2 separate regions of the Mus musculus genome follow, and region 2 is linked to region 1. A link is a contact called in public HiChIP or PLAC-seq data. All regions are on one chromosome and are shown on one strand. Each heading gives the region's core, a stretch centred on a gene start, on an enhancer-like site or on the middle of the called end of the contact. The rest is flanking DNA. Distances are from core to core; before and after follow the strand shown. Region 1 holds the start of Mta3 (metastasis associated 3). Region 2 overlaps Mta3 (metastasis associated 3).

Evidence for each region. HiChIP or PLAC-seq counts read pairs in DNA pulled down with a chosen protein or histone mark.
Region 2: an H3K4me3 HiChIP or PLAC-seq map of embryonic stem cells shows a contact between it and region 1, with 39 read pairs. The contact joins the enhancer-like site here to the promoter of Mta3 in region 1. A contact is called at or near these places in 1 of 484 Hi-C or Micro-C datasets (cerebral cortex), 2 of 115 datasets of contacts at active chromatin or transcription factors (the HPC-7 cell line and embryonic stem cells) and 4 of 9 other capture datasets (adipose tissue, embryonic stem cells, liver and 1 more).

The regions. Positions count from the first base shown.
Region 1 is chr17:83,702,136-83,707,497 of GRCm38.p6, forward strand. It overlaps Mta3 (metastasis associated 3), which reads left to right and starts at 4,049. Exons shown (of 17, transcript NM_001379391.1): 1 at 4,049-4,150. The coding sequence starts at 4,123.
Region 2 is chr17:83,750,488-83,756,597 of GRCm38.p6, forward strand. It overlaps Mta3 (metastasis associated 3), which reads left to right. Exons shown (of 17, transcript NM_001379391.1): 5 at 3,367-3,430; 6 at 5,072-5,189. Among named protein-coding and RNA genes, the nearest start is that of Gm46597, 24 kb to the right of the region's middle. Within about 2 kb of position 3,039, at least 8 of the 459 cell types and tissues checked have an H3K27ac peak or open chromatin away from gene starts, as enhancers often do. A contact at or near this core is called in embryonic stem cells, where this site is marked.

The DNA.
Region 1 (5,362 bases), core at 2,799-5,298:
AGACCCCATTTACTCTGGTGTTACTGACATGCTGTAGGGGACATCTCTTCCATAGGGATACTGGAGATGGCCAGAGAGAAATGTGACGTAACAAATATGAAGTCCTTAACATGGGACACCACACCTGGCTTATTCAGTGTTGGGGATGAAGATGCATGTGGGGTGTGTATTCTACCAACAGAGCTACAACTTCAGCCCCCATCTATTTATTTATTTTACTTTAAGACTTTTTTTATTTATGTGTGTGTTTGTGTGCTTGTGTGTAGGTGTGTGTGAAGGCCAGAAGAAGGTGTTGAATGCTCTGGAGCTGGAGTTAGAGACGACTGCAGGTCCTCTGATATGGGTGTGTCTTAGTCAGGGTTTCTTTTGTTTTTTGTTTGTTTGTTTGTTTGTTTTTGTTTTGTTTTTTTTTTTTGGTTTTTCGAGACAGGGTTTCTGTGTGTAGCCCTGGCTGTCCTGGAACTCACTCTGTAGACCAGGGTGGCCTCAAACTCAGAAATCTGCCTGCCTCTGCCTCCCGAGTGCTGGGATTAAAGGCATGCGCCACCACGCCCGGCTAGTCAGGATTTCTATTCCTGCACAAACATCATGACCAAGAAGCAGTTGGGGAGGAAAGGGTTTATTCAGCTTACATTTCCACACTGCCGTTCATCACCAAGGAAGTCAGGACTGGAACTCAAGCAGGTCAGAAAGCAGGAGCTGATGCAGAGGCCATGGAGGGATGTTCTTTACTGGCTTGCTTCCCCTGGCTTGCTCAGCCTGCTTTCTTATAGAACCAAGACTACCAGCCCAGAGATGGCCCCACCCACAAGGGGCCTTTCTCCCTTGATCACTAATTGAGAAAATGCCTTACAGTTGGATCTCATGGAGGCATTTCCTCAACTGAAGCTCCTTTCTTTGTGATAACTCCAGCTGTGTCAAGTTGATACAAAACTAGCCAGTACAGGGTTCTTCTGGGATCCTAACTCCATGCACTCCTGAAACAGCAATGCATGCTCTGGTTGCTGAGCCTCCCTCCCTTCCCCACTCTTTAAGATACTGAGCATTTCCAATATAGAGGACCCTGTTTTGGAGCTGGAGGTAGAAGGAGCTTAAGACAGAGAAGATAGGGGAGACAGGGGAGTCTGAATTGGCCACCACCATTACTTCCTGTTCTGACCCAGGTCTAAGTCTTTAATGGGGGCTCCAGGCTATGACTGGAGAAAAGCTGAGTGTGGACAGGTGTGGGAAATGTTCTTAGCACTTTTCACATACCTGTTGTGGTAAGTATAGAGACCTCAAAAAACCTGAGGAAATGGGAAGAGCAGATAAGGAAGTAATAAGAATACAGAAATACTTTGAGGAAGGATTTTTTTTTTTTACTTATTATTTTGCTTTTGAGATGGACTCTCATGTAGTCTAGGATGGCGTCATGAAATTGTGTAGCTGAGGAAAACTTGAGTTTCTCCTTCCTGCCGTCTTCCTACCTTCACTTTCAACCCAAGGATTGGGTTTAGAAGCATAGGCTATCATTCTTGACTTATTTTCTGGTGGGCCTCTAACCCAGAGCTTCAGGTATGGTAGGATCTAGTCACATCTTAGTCAGCTATAACCCAGCCATGGAGCTCAGGCTAACCTCAAATTCCCCGTGCAGTTTAGGATAATCTTGAACTCCTGCTATTCCTGCCTCTACCCCCCAACTGGACTTTAAGAAAAACTTAGTGTGTATGTGTGCATGTATGTAGGCTATAATGGGCATGTGTGTATGTGTGTATGTGTGCATGTGTGAAGTCTATGATGGGCATGTGTGTATGTGTGCATGTATGAAGTTTATGATGGGCATGTTTATCTGTGCATGTATGAAGTCCATGATGTACATGTGGGGCTCTGTGGACAACTTTTGGGAATTAATTTTCTCTTTCCAATGTATTTGTTCCAGGGGTCGAACTTGTCAGCAAGCATGTTTACCTGCTGAGCCATCTCCTATGCACCTCCAGCCCTACTCTTGTTCATATTTATTACTTAAAAATAATGAGAAAGCCTTCTAAAACTTATGATCCATTTCTTTGAATTTTCAGGCGGCATTCTTAGTAGAAGACAGACTTTGCGGTTCATGCTGTTTGGGCCAGAGGGATTAGTTCTGATGCCGGAATACTATTCCAGGTGAACTATCAGCTGATGTGTGTCAGTTTAGAAATGGAGAGTGGTTTCAGATAAGTCACATTATATTTTCGGTAGGATCCCCAGTAAAAGAGTTATGATAAATGATAAATAACAGCTATACTGTCAGCATACCAGAGCTCTTTTGTTTTCTTCCCTGGGCCAGAAGGGCTGAGGACTCACAGTTTGCAAGCTACCAGCGAATCTGAGGCTTTCCAGAGTACAAAAGAATCGACAGACACCTGCTATTCTCAATATTGGATGCTAGAGGAGCTTCAACCAAAATGCAGTCTTCTTTTCCCGGGACAACTCCTACTTTGGCACAGCCCTTTAAATCAGCATCACCAGGCACTCCAACCCACAATACTAGGCCAATGTTTATTGTGCAACAAGGCCTGGGTGTAGTTTGGAATGCCTTGGCTTTCCTAAAAGAAGTTATGTGTTCATTGGGGAGAGTCAGTCAGGAAGATCTCGCTCTGTATCCCAAGCTGGCCACAAACTGGAGCGCCTCCAGCCTTTGCCTATGGAATACTAGGGTTACAGGTGTTTAGTACTATGAGGACCATCTATATTCAAAACCTCATAGAGGGTGTGAGGAACGTGAAAAGGGATCTATAGCTACTCAGCATGGGAAAACTAGCCACTTAAGAGCTTTCTGATGGGACAAGTGATCCTACACCTGTAATATAACCCAGCACTCAGGAGGCTGAGGCAGGAGGCTACAAGAGCCAGCCTGAACTGAGACCCGTATTAAAACAAGTAATGTTGGTGAGGTAGCTCAGTATAGCCAGGCCTGACTATCTGAGTTCAATCTCTACTCCTATGATAGACCTATACATATATATCTCATAGCATTCATGCCCTCACATGATAGATAGATAAATAGATGCATGGATGGATAGATAAGTAAATAAGTGTATTAAGAATTTAAAAACAAACCAACAAACATGAAAAGTTAGTTCTATAGTTAAATGACTAGCCTGTGCAAAGACCTGGCTTCAATCCCCATTAATGCAAAAAAAAAAAAAAACCAAAAAACCAAAAACGGGGATTGGGGCGAGGACGTGCTTTTTGACATAAAACTAGTTAGCTGACCAGCAACCCCAAGCTGTTAGACACGACCTCCTCCTTTTGATGGGGGGAAAACTGCGGATTGTGGAAACCCTGTTCTTCTACCGGCAAAGGAAGCCCTCTTGTGCTGAAGGCCTCCCCTGGTCAAAGCACACGCTGTACACAAAGCCTGTTTAGAGGCAGGGCTAGAGGATGTGTGTGTGTGTGTGTGTGTGTGGGGGGGGGGGTCGGTTTTGTTCAGCCCAGTTTTGGCACAGCCACGACTGACCTGCCAGTGTGGTCGGGGTGAGAAAGTCAGCTTCCAGTTCTTTTCATAGCTGGGTCTCAGACTTGAGCAAGCTGCAAGTACGTAGGGTCTTCTTGGCCCCAGGGCCTGTAGGCTCTAAAGCCACCAAACGTCCTCTCACCACGAGGGAGGGACGCAAACAAGCATCTGTCGCTTGCATTGGCTGCATCGGAGAGTTGTACCCAGAAGGGCGTTCGTGTGCTTGAGGTCACACATAGAGGGGTGTCCCTGGGGAACAGAAGCAGGAAAGGAGAACCTGTCCCAAGGTGGACAGGTGACGCGGGCGAGAGAGACGCTCGGAGTGGCTGAACCTCTGTCCCCACCCTGGTTCTTCCACAGCCCCTGACCCTGGTGTGCTACCCCGAGGCTAGTGCGGGTGGCCCCTGGGGTCTTCGGCCCCCCGCAGCCCGCCGCCCCGTTCCCGCCGTGCTCCGGCCTCCCGGGCCCGCTCGGCGTCGCTCTGCCGGCGCTGGGGGCGGGCACAGCCCCCTCCCTCGGTGTCCCCTCCCCGTCCCTCCCCCTCCCCCGTGGCGAGGCGGCGGCGGCGGCGGCAGCGGCGGCGGTCGAGGCTGAGGCGGCGGCGGCGGGCGGGGCTCGGCTCGGGCTCCGCGGGCGGGCGGGCGGACATGGCGGCCAACATGTACCGGGTCGGAGGTAGGAAGGCTCGGCCCTTCCCGGCCCGTCGGGGAGCGGGCGGTGGGAGCGGGGGTCCGGGCAGCGCACGCTTACTGCCAGCAGCCCGGGAGCCCGGGGCTGAGGGCGCCGCGGGCGGGGCGCAGGGGGATCCCCACCCCCACTCCCCTCCCCCACCGCTCCTGCCCGGCGTCTCGGGGCCAGGCCTCTTCTGGGGACACGCATCGGACACCCCCTTTACGAACGCCCCAAAGGGACAGAGCCCCTGCAAGCCCCCTAGCTGAGTGGTCTTTCCCTCGCGTGGCTTTTGGGCACGAGGGAGGGGGGCTTGAGCACCCCTCACCCCAAACCCCGGCTTCTGCCTCGGTGTTAGCGTGGGCTGGGGACGATGGTGGCCCAGGTGGGGGGCAGAGCTCGACAGGCCTGTTTGCAGAGCCCGGGCCCTGCACCGTCGCTGCTTCACCCCCCATTCCCTTCGGTTTCCCGTTCAGTCCCCCTGAGAGTGGGGCTGTGTGTGGGGCCAGGGAGCCGCAGCCCCAGGTAGGGAGTAGAGCTCAGCCTGGACGTTGGCTCTGCTGTCTGTCTTTCCAGCCTTCTGCAGAAGAGAGAGAAATAAGGTCAAACAAACTTTCCCTGCTCACGACGCCCTCCCTCCCTCCTTCCTGGTAAAATAATAATTCAGATAAGTGGCGTGTTTGTGAGTGAGACTTGCTCTTCCGTCTTTGCTCATTAGCCGAGCTCCTGATGGATGATGGTGGGGGAATGGCCTGGCTAAATGAGGCCACTTAGCAGCAGAGGGCTGGGAGAGAGCCGCCTAGGTAGACCGTGACTGTGCAGTCTAGTCTCTCAGGTAAACACATAGTGGGAAGTTTCCAGCCACTCTGTAGAGGAAAAATCCTGTACCTTTGGTTGAAAACTTGCCATGGTTTCTTTATAAGAAGGGTCTAAATGGAGTTGAATCAAATATAAAAAAAGGGGGGAAAAAAAACAACCCAACACCCAGCCCCTATTCCTCACCATCCCAGGTAGAGCAAGGAAAAGTTTGATACCTGCTTGCCCTTACACATTCTGCCTGCCGATTTTTTTTTTTAAGTTGATGTTTGAAATGAATTTGGGCTGTTAAGCCTTTCTTTTTCTCCTGATTTGTCTCAGGTCAACACTTTTATGTAAGAATCGTTGTTGAGGGCTGGTTGGATTGGAGGGATGAGGCGCTAGTGGGAGGCTGCGTTGATG
Region 2 (6,110 bases), core at 1,789-4,288, 47 kb after region 1:
ACACTCCTTTGGAGAGAACTGTTGTTCCCTGTCTCAGAAGGTGTTGATTGCAAATAGCTTCTTGGTTAAGGGTGGGACCCTGTCTTAGTTAGGGTTCTACTGCTGCAAAGAGACACTAAGAACAACACAACTCTTATAAAGAAAACCATTTAATTGGGGCTGGGTTACAGGTTCAGAGGTTCAGTCCATTATGATGGGAACATGGCAGCGTGCAGGCCGACTTGATGCTGGAGGAGCTGAGAGTTCTACATCTTGATCCAAAGGCAAGGACATCCTCTAGCAAGGCCACACCTCCTAACAGTGCCACTCCCCAGGGCCAAGCATTCAGACACATGAATCTATGGAGACCAAACCTACTCAAACCACCATAGATACTGTTTTTCTTCTTCAGTGCTGGGATCTGTCTGGTTTGCAGCTGTGCAGGCCCTGTGCATGCTATCACGGTCTCTGACAGCCCCGCCGTGTCTGGAAGATGCAGTGTCCTGGCTGAGGAGCACTCCCTGCCTTAAGTGCTGATGTACTTTAGTCTGCATCTTGGTGCGGAGTTCTCTGTCCTCACACAGTCTTCATGCCGTGAGGCTGTCTAGGCTGTCCTGATGATAACACGATGTCTCTGTCATCCGACCTGGAGAGGACAGTCTTCCTTTACACTGTTTGGAACTCCCTGTTCCTCTAATGAAAGGGGACAGGGGTCTGGCAGAGGGTTTTCCTTCTCTGAGTCCTCTTTGTTTCTTTTCCTCTTTGTTACCAAGTCTGTGTTCTTCACAGGCCACGGACACACTGGATTTCCCCTAACACTACTTGATGTTGTCTCTTATTTACAGAACCCACTGACACTGAATTTAAACTTCAACCTTCTTTTCTTGGCTTTTTAATTCCTCTTAACACTTAGAGGAGAGTGATGGAGTGTCTTCCTGGCGCTGCTGTTTGGTTTTGCTTTTGTTGATACTGGGCTCACATCACCCAGGCTAGCCTTGAACGCCCTAGGTAACCAAGGATGACTTTGAATTTGCAGTGCTCCTGCTTCTACTGCCCAAGTGATGGGTCTAGGCAGGCGCTACCCCTCTCCCATTTACCAAGCGCTAGAGATCAGACCCAGGGCTTCACGCCTAGAAGGCTCTTTTTCACCTTGGCTGTACCCTCTGCTTCCCAAATTGCCTTCTCTTAATTTTTATTAGTTAAAATTATCCTGTTTAAGTATTACAATAGAAAATAAGTATTTGAATAGAAATGTATAGAAGTATCTAAACTGTCTCTCTTCTTTGTCCCGTTCTACTTATAATCTAAAAACCTACAAAGTCACACTCTTGAATAAGCACTCTGAAATGTTAGGGATTATTAGCCTGCAACTTGTAGCTCTTAACAGTGGCTCTCAGTGAAGGATGGCCTCCCATAGAACATTAAATGGGCCCGGGAAGCTTTGCTTGTCACAATTGGATACTGATGTTATCTATGTTGCAGTTGCTGCTACCCATAATTCAGGCCCTGCAACAAAGACACGCCTATTCCCATGGCAGCCAGTGGTGCCAAGCCCAAGACACCTGATGGAGAATTAGCAGCTTTGTGTGTGTGTGTGTGTATATGTGTGTGTGTGAGTGTGTGATGTATAATATCTACATGTACTAGTGCAGTTTACCTGCTTAAGATCCTTCCTTTAGCTTTTTGTTTTTAAAAGAAATCACACACACACACAGTGAGCCTGGAACTCACTCGGGTGACTTTAAGCTTGTGATCCACTCTTAAGAGTCGCAAATGCTAGGATTACAAGTGTGGGCCATTATTCCTGCTACAAACAAATTTTAGGAAACTTAAAAAAAAAAAAAAGAAAAAGAAAAAGAAAAGAAACAGAACAAAACAAAACAGAAGGAAAAAAGGGGTCCTTCTCAACCCAGATCTTAGAAAACTTTCATTTAAAAATTTTAAATTGATTTATTATTGTTTTTTGTTTGTTTTGTTTTTGAGACAGATGTCACTCCAGGGAGCAAGCAGCTTCCTTTGCCTTCCTGAGTGCTGGGAACGAAGGTGTGCGGGGCCACGCCTGTTTTCGTGAATCTCCACACCTAAATTGGGCAGATCTACCGCTACACTCCCATCTTCCACATCTATGAGACCCCTTTGAACTTGCTGTTTCTCCAGACCATGTGCTTCTGCTCCTCTTTTCTTCTTCCTCCTCCTCCTCTGCGTCCTCTCCCTCTTCCATTTTCTCCTTCTCTCTCTCCACCTTCTGCTCCACCTTCCCTTTTATCTGCCCAACCATCAGCTCTCCTTTATTTTATAAATTTAGGTGGGAAGCAGGTTTACAGGAAAACACCTGAGTGCTGACTCAGTTCCCATTCACAACCACTCTCGGGAGAACGGAATTAACATCAAATTTAACTAGTCCCAGGGCTATCCACAGCACTCGGCCACCTAGAAAATTTGCTTTTGATCAGTGCTTTAGCATTTTAGTTGTGGTGTTGTATTTTGTTTTGTTTTGTTTGCTTTTAATTGGTGTTTTTCTTTGACTAGTACTTCACCCTAGCGATCTGAGAGAGAGGCCTTGTCTGGTGCGTGTTCTTGTAGTGTTTGGCTTTGCATGTTTGCATGGTTATTGTGGCTTAGAGTAAACTGTTCTTAAACCAATGGACAATAACTTTGAAAGTATTTGTCATCCGTCCTTCTACCTTTTATAATTGAAGTTTCTCAGCCTGACATGGTGGCACACACCTTTAATCTCAGCACTTGAGAAGCAGGTCTGCATCTGTGAATTCAAGGCAAGCCAGGGCTACATAGTACCTGCCTCTTACTTCTGAAGTCACCCTCAGGGCTCCACCCTAGGCCTCAATTCCAGGATGTGGGAACCTTACTTTGCCCCTTGCTCTGCAGGAGTCATTTAAAGCTGAATCAGCCTTTACAATAGTCCCAGGAGTGGTCAGTTGGTTACATCCTGAATGCACATTATTTCCAGGTTCCCATAAAGAGGTCTGACTGTTATTGTATGTGCTCTTTGTATAGGGATGACCGAAGACCCCTTTTGCGCGATTTCACCTCAATGCTTTTTTCATAGCCTGAGAGTCTCACTGTTAGCCTGAGGCTTTCACTGGGTTTCTTTCTTTTGTAGTGTATAATTAGGAAGCGCCTGTAAGGTGTCTTTTGTAATGATTTTCTGTCTAGTAACGTTGCCAGGACTGGCTGGCCTCTAAATGCCTGTCACCAGGCTTTATTGTACGGGTCACTGGAGACCAGGACTGTAAAGTTGATCTGAAGAGTCTCAGTATGTCCCTGGCTGTCATCGAGACTTTCATCTACACTCAGGATCTGAGTGTCCCTAGCTAGTATGTAACCACTGAGACTGTAACACCTGTCGTGTGTTCCTTTCTTTACCAGGGGGAAGTGCAGCGTGGCCCTGCTGAATGAGACAGAATCCGTGTTGTCATACCTTGACAAGGAGGTAATTTGCAGCCGTCTCCGCTTTTGTTTTCTCTCCGTTACTTCACACGAAGCCCACACTTTGGATGTCCTTTTGGGCCAGCGTGTTATTGTGCCTTCCTTGCAAGGCGACACCAACCAGAGTGCATTTCGGCAGTAGCATTGTCCAGGCTAAAGGCAGAGTCATCAAAAGCAGTGGCCTTTGCCACTTGCCAGTGAGAGGCTCAGGACAGAGATGTGGGTGTTTATCTCTGAGCCTCGTTCCTTCTCACTCTGGCCCTAGGTTTTGAGTAAATGGCTCACGCTCTAGGGGCTCTGCAGAATTCCTAAGAGTTTAGTGGCCTGGTCACTCTGCTTATTAACTCTTGGGCACTGGAGGCTTTTTTGGTTATGTTGTCTTTAAAAATTATTATTACTATATGTTTGTGTGTCTGCCCACATGCACATACATGGAATGGCTACAGGGCAGACATGGATGCTATTGTGTGCATAAGGAGGTCACAGGACACCTTGGTAGACTCACTTCTGTACAGCTACCTTTTTTTTTTATTTTAAGATTTATTTATTTATTTTATGTTTGAGTACACTGTAGCTGTGTTCAGACATACCAGGTCCCATTACAGATGGTTGTGAGTTACCATGTGGGTGCTAGGAATTGAACCCAAGACCCCTGGAAGAGCAGTCAGTGCTCTTAACTGCCGAGCCATCTCACCGGCCCCCATCTACCTTTTTATGTGGGTTGCGGGTCATTAGTCTTGGACTGCAAGCAACCTTTCCCCTCTGAGTAGTCTCACTGGCCTCACTGAGCGTTTACAGAACCAGTGGAGTCTTCAGTGTGAGGGCTGGTTGGTGGTAAACGCTGTAGTTAGTTGCAGCTGTGTCTATCCTTATAGTCACGCCTACACATTACAGCTGGGACGAGAATGACAGAATTATAATAACTTGTTGACGGAATTTGCATAGTGATATTAACAGACCTCATGGATGGGGCAGAGGGATGGCTCAGTGGTCATGAGCACTTGATCTTGTAAAGGACCTGGGCTCTGTTCTCAGCACCCACTTGGCAACTTACAGCCACCTGTAAGTCCAGTTCCAGAGGATCCCGTGCCTTTTCCTGTGGGTTCAGGATTGTGTGTAATACACAGACACACATGCAGGCAAAGACGGATACACATAAAGTAAAAATAAAAACCACACACATGTAAGCTTTACTCTTGTATATTTAGTCAATATATGTGGCTTTTGGTTTGCTCGCTTGCTTGCTTTTGAGACAGTCTCACTATGTATGTATGTTTGTATGAATGCATGCATGAGCTCACAGAGATCCTCCTGCCTCTGTCTTCTGAGTGCTGGGACTAAAGATGTAACCATCACACCCCAGCTTCATTTTGTTTTTGAAACAGAGTTTTGCTGTGTTGCTCAGACTGGCCTCAAAAGATCCTCCTGCCTCAGCCTTCCTTATAGCTTGGCAAAACTCTGTACTAGAGTAATTAATGGCTTTCTTTCATATTAAAACAAATTATAAAATTTTGTATTCTTCTTAAAGATTAACGTATTCACTAAAATGGACTCTTATATACTCAGAAGTTAAAGTTACATAATTCACTTTACAGAAGTAGACCGAGCTCATCTCACTTGGGTGGCTTTTGTCTTTGTTTTCCAGGATACCTTCTTCTACTCACTGGTATACGACCCTTCAGTGAAAACATTATTGGCTGACAAAGGTGAAATCAGAGTGGGCCCAAAGTACCAAGCTGACATTCCAGACATGCTACCAGAAGGTGAGTGTGCTCTGGGTTCAAGTCCTGGGAAACTGGTGTTCTACAACTGGAGGGTTTTTGGAACCTTCATGGAAGACAAACTATAAACGGACAGTTTAAAAGTCTGAGCCTTCCAATTTTAGAAGCATAGACAGCGTGAGAGAATAATCTACTCACCGTGACTCCTTCATGACTGCACGTTAGTCTGTGGGTTGTGTGTACACGCATATGTGTGTGAGTGGGTGTGTATATCTCTGTGTGTGGTGTGTTCATGTGTGTGTGTAGTGTGTGCATGCATGTGTGAGTGTGGGGGTGTGGTTCACACAGGTTTGTGTGTGAGTGTGGGGTGGGGTAGACCAGTGGTCAGCGTCCTGTAGGGTGTCTGTCACCTTGTGAGACAGGGTCTTCAGCTGGACTGGAGCTTGTTTCTTTTACTAGACTGTCTGGCCAGCGGGTGCCAGGGATCACCCCGTCCTCCTGCTCAGGGCTGCATTACAGTCATGCACTTCTGTGTCCAGCTTCTTCCTTCTGTGGGCATGAGAAGGAGACCCTTGTGTCTGGGCAGCAAGCTGTCACCCACTGTGGCAAGCTGTCACCACTGAGCATCTCGCAGGCTCTGCTGCTGCTTTTAAGTTTTAGATTGTTAGCACTGTGCCAGGCGTGACGGCACGGGCCTTTTTAGGTACCGAGGCAGGCAGATCTCTGTTAGCTTGAGGGTAGCTTGGTCTACCTAGTGAGTTCCAGGCCAGCCTAGCCAAGTCTACATAGACCCTGCCTCGAAAAACAACAGCCGCAATCACAACAAAATTTAAACTCCTTGTTAGCGTTGTTGCACTTTGAATTAATGTGTGATCCATATTCCTTCATATTCTCCCTCTCCTCCTCTGCATCCAATCCCCCCCCCCAGCTCCCCCCCCCCAGCTCCCCACCCCGAGGATCAGG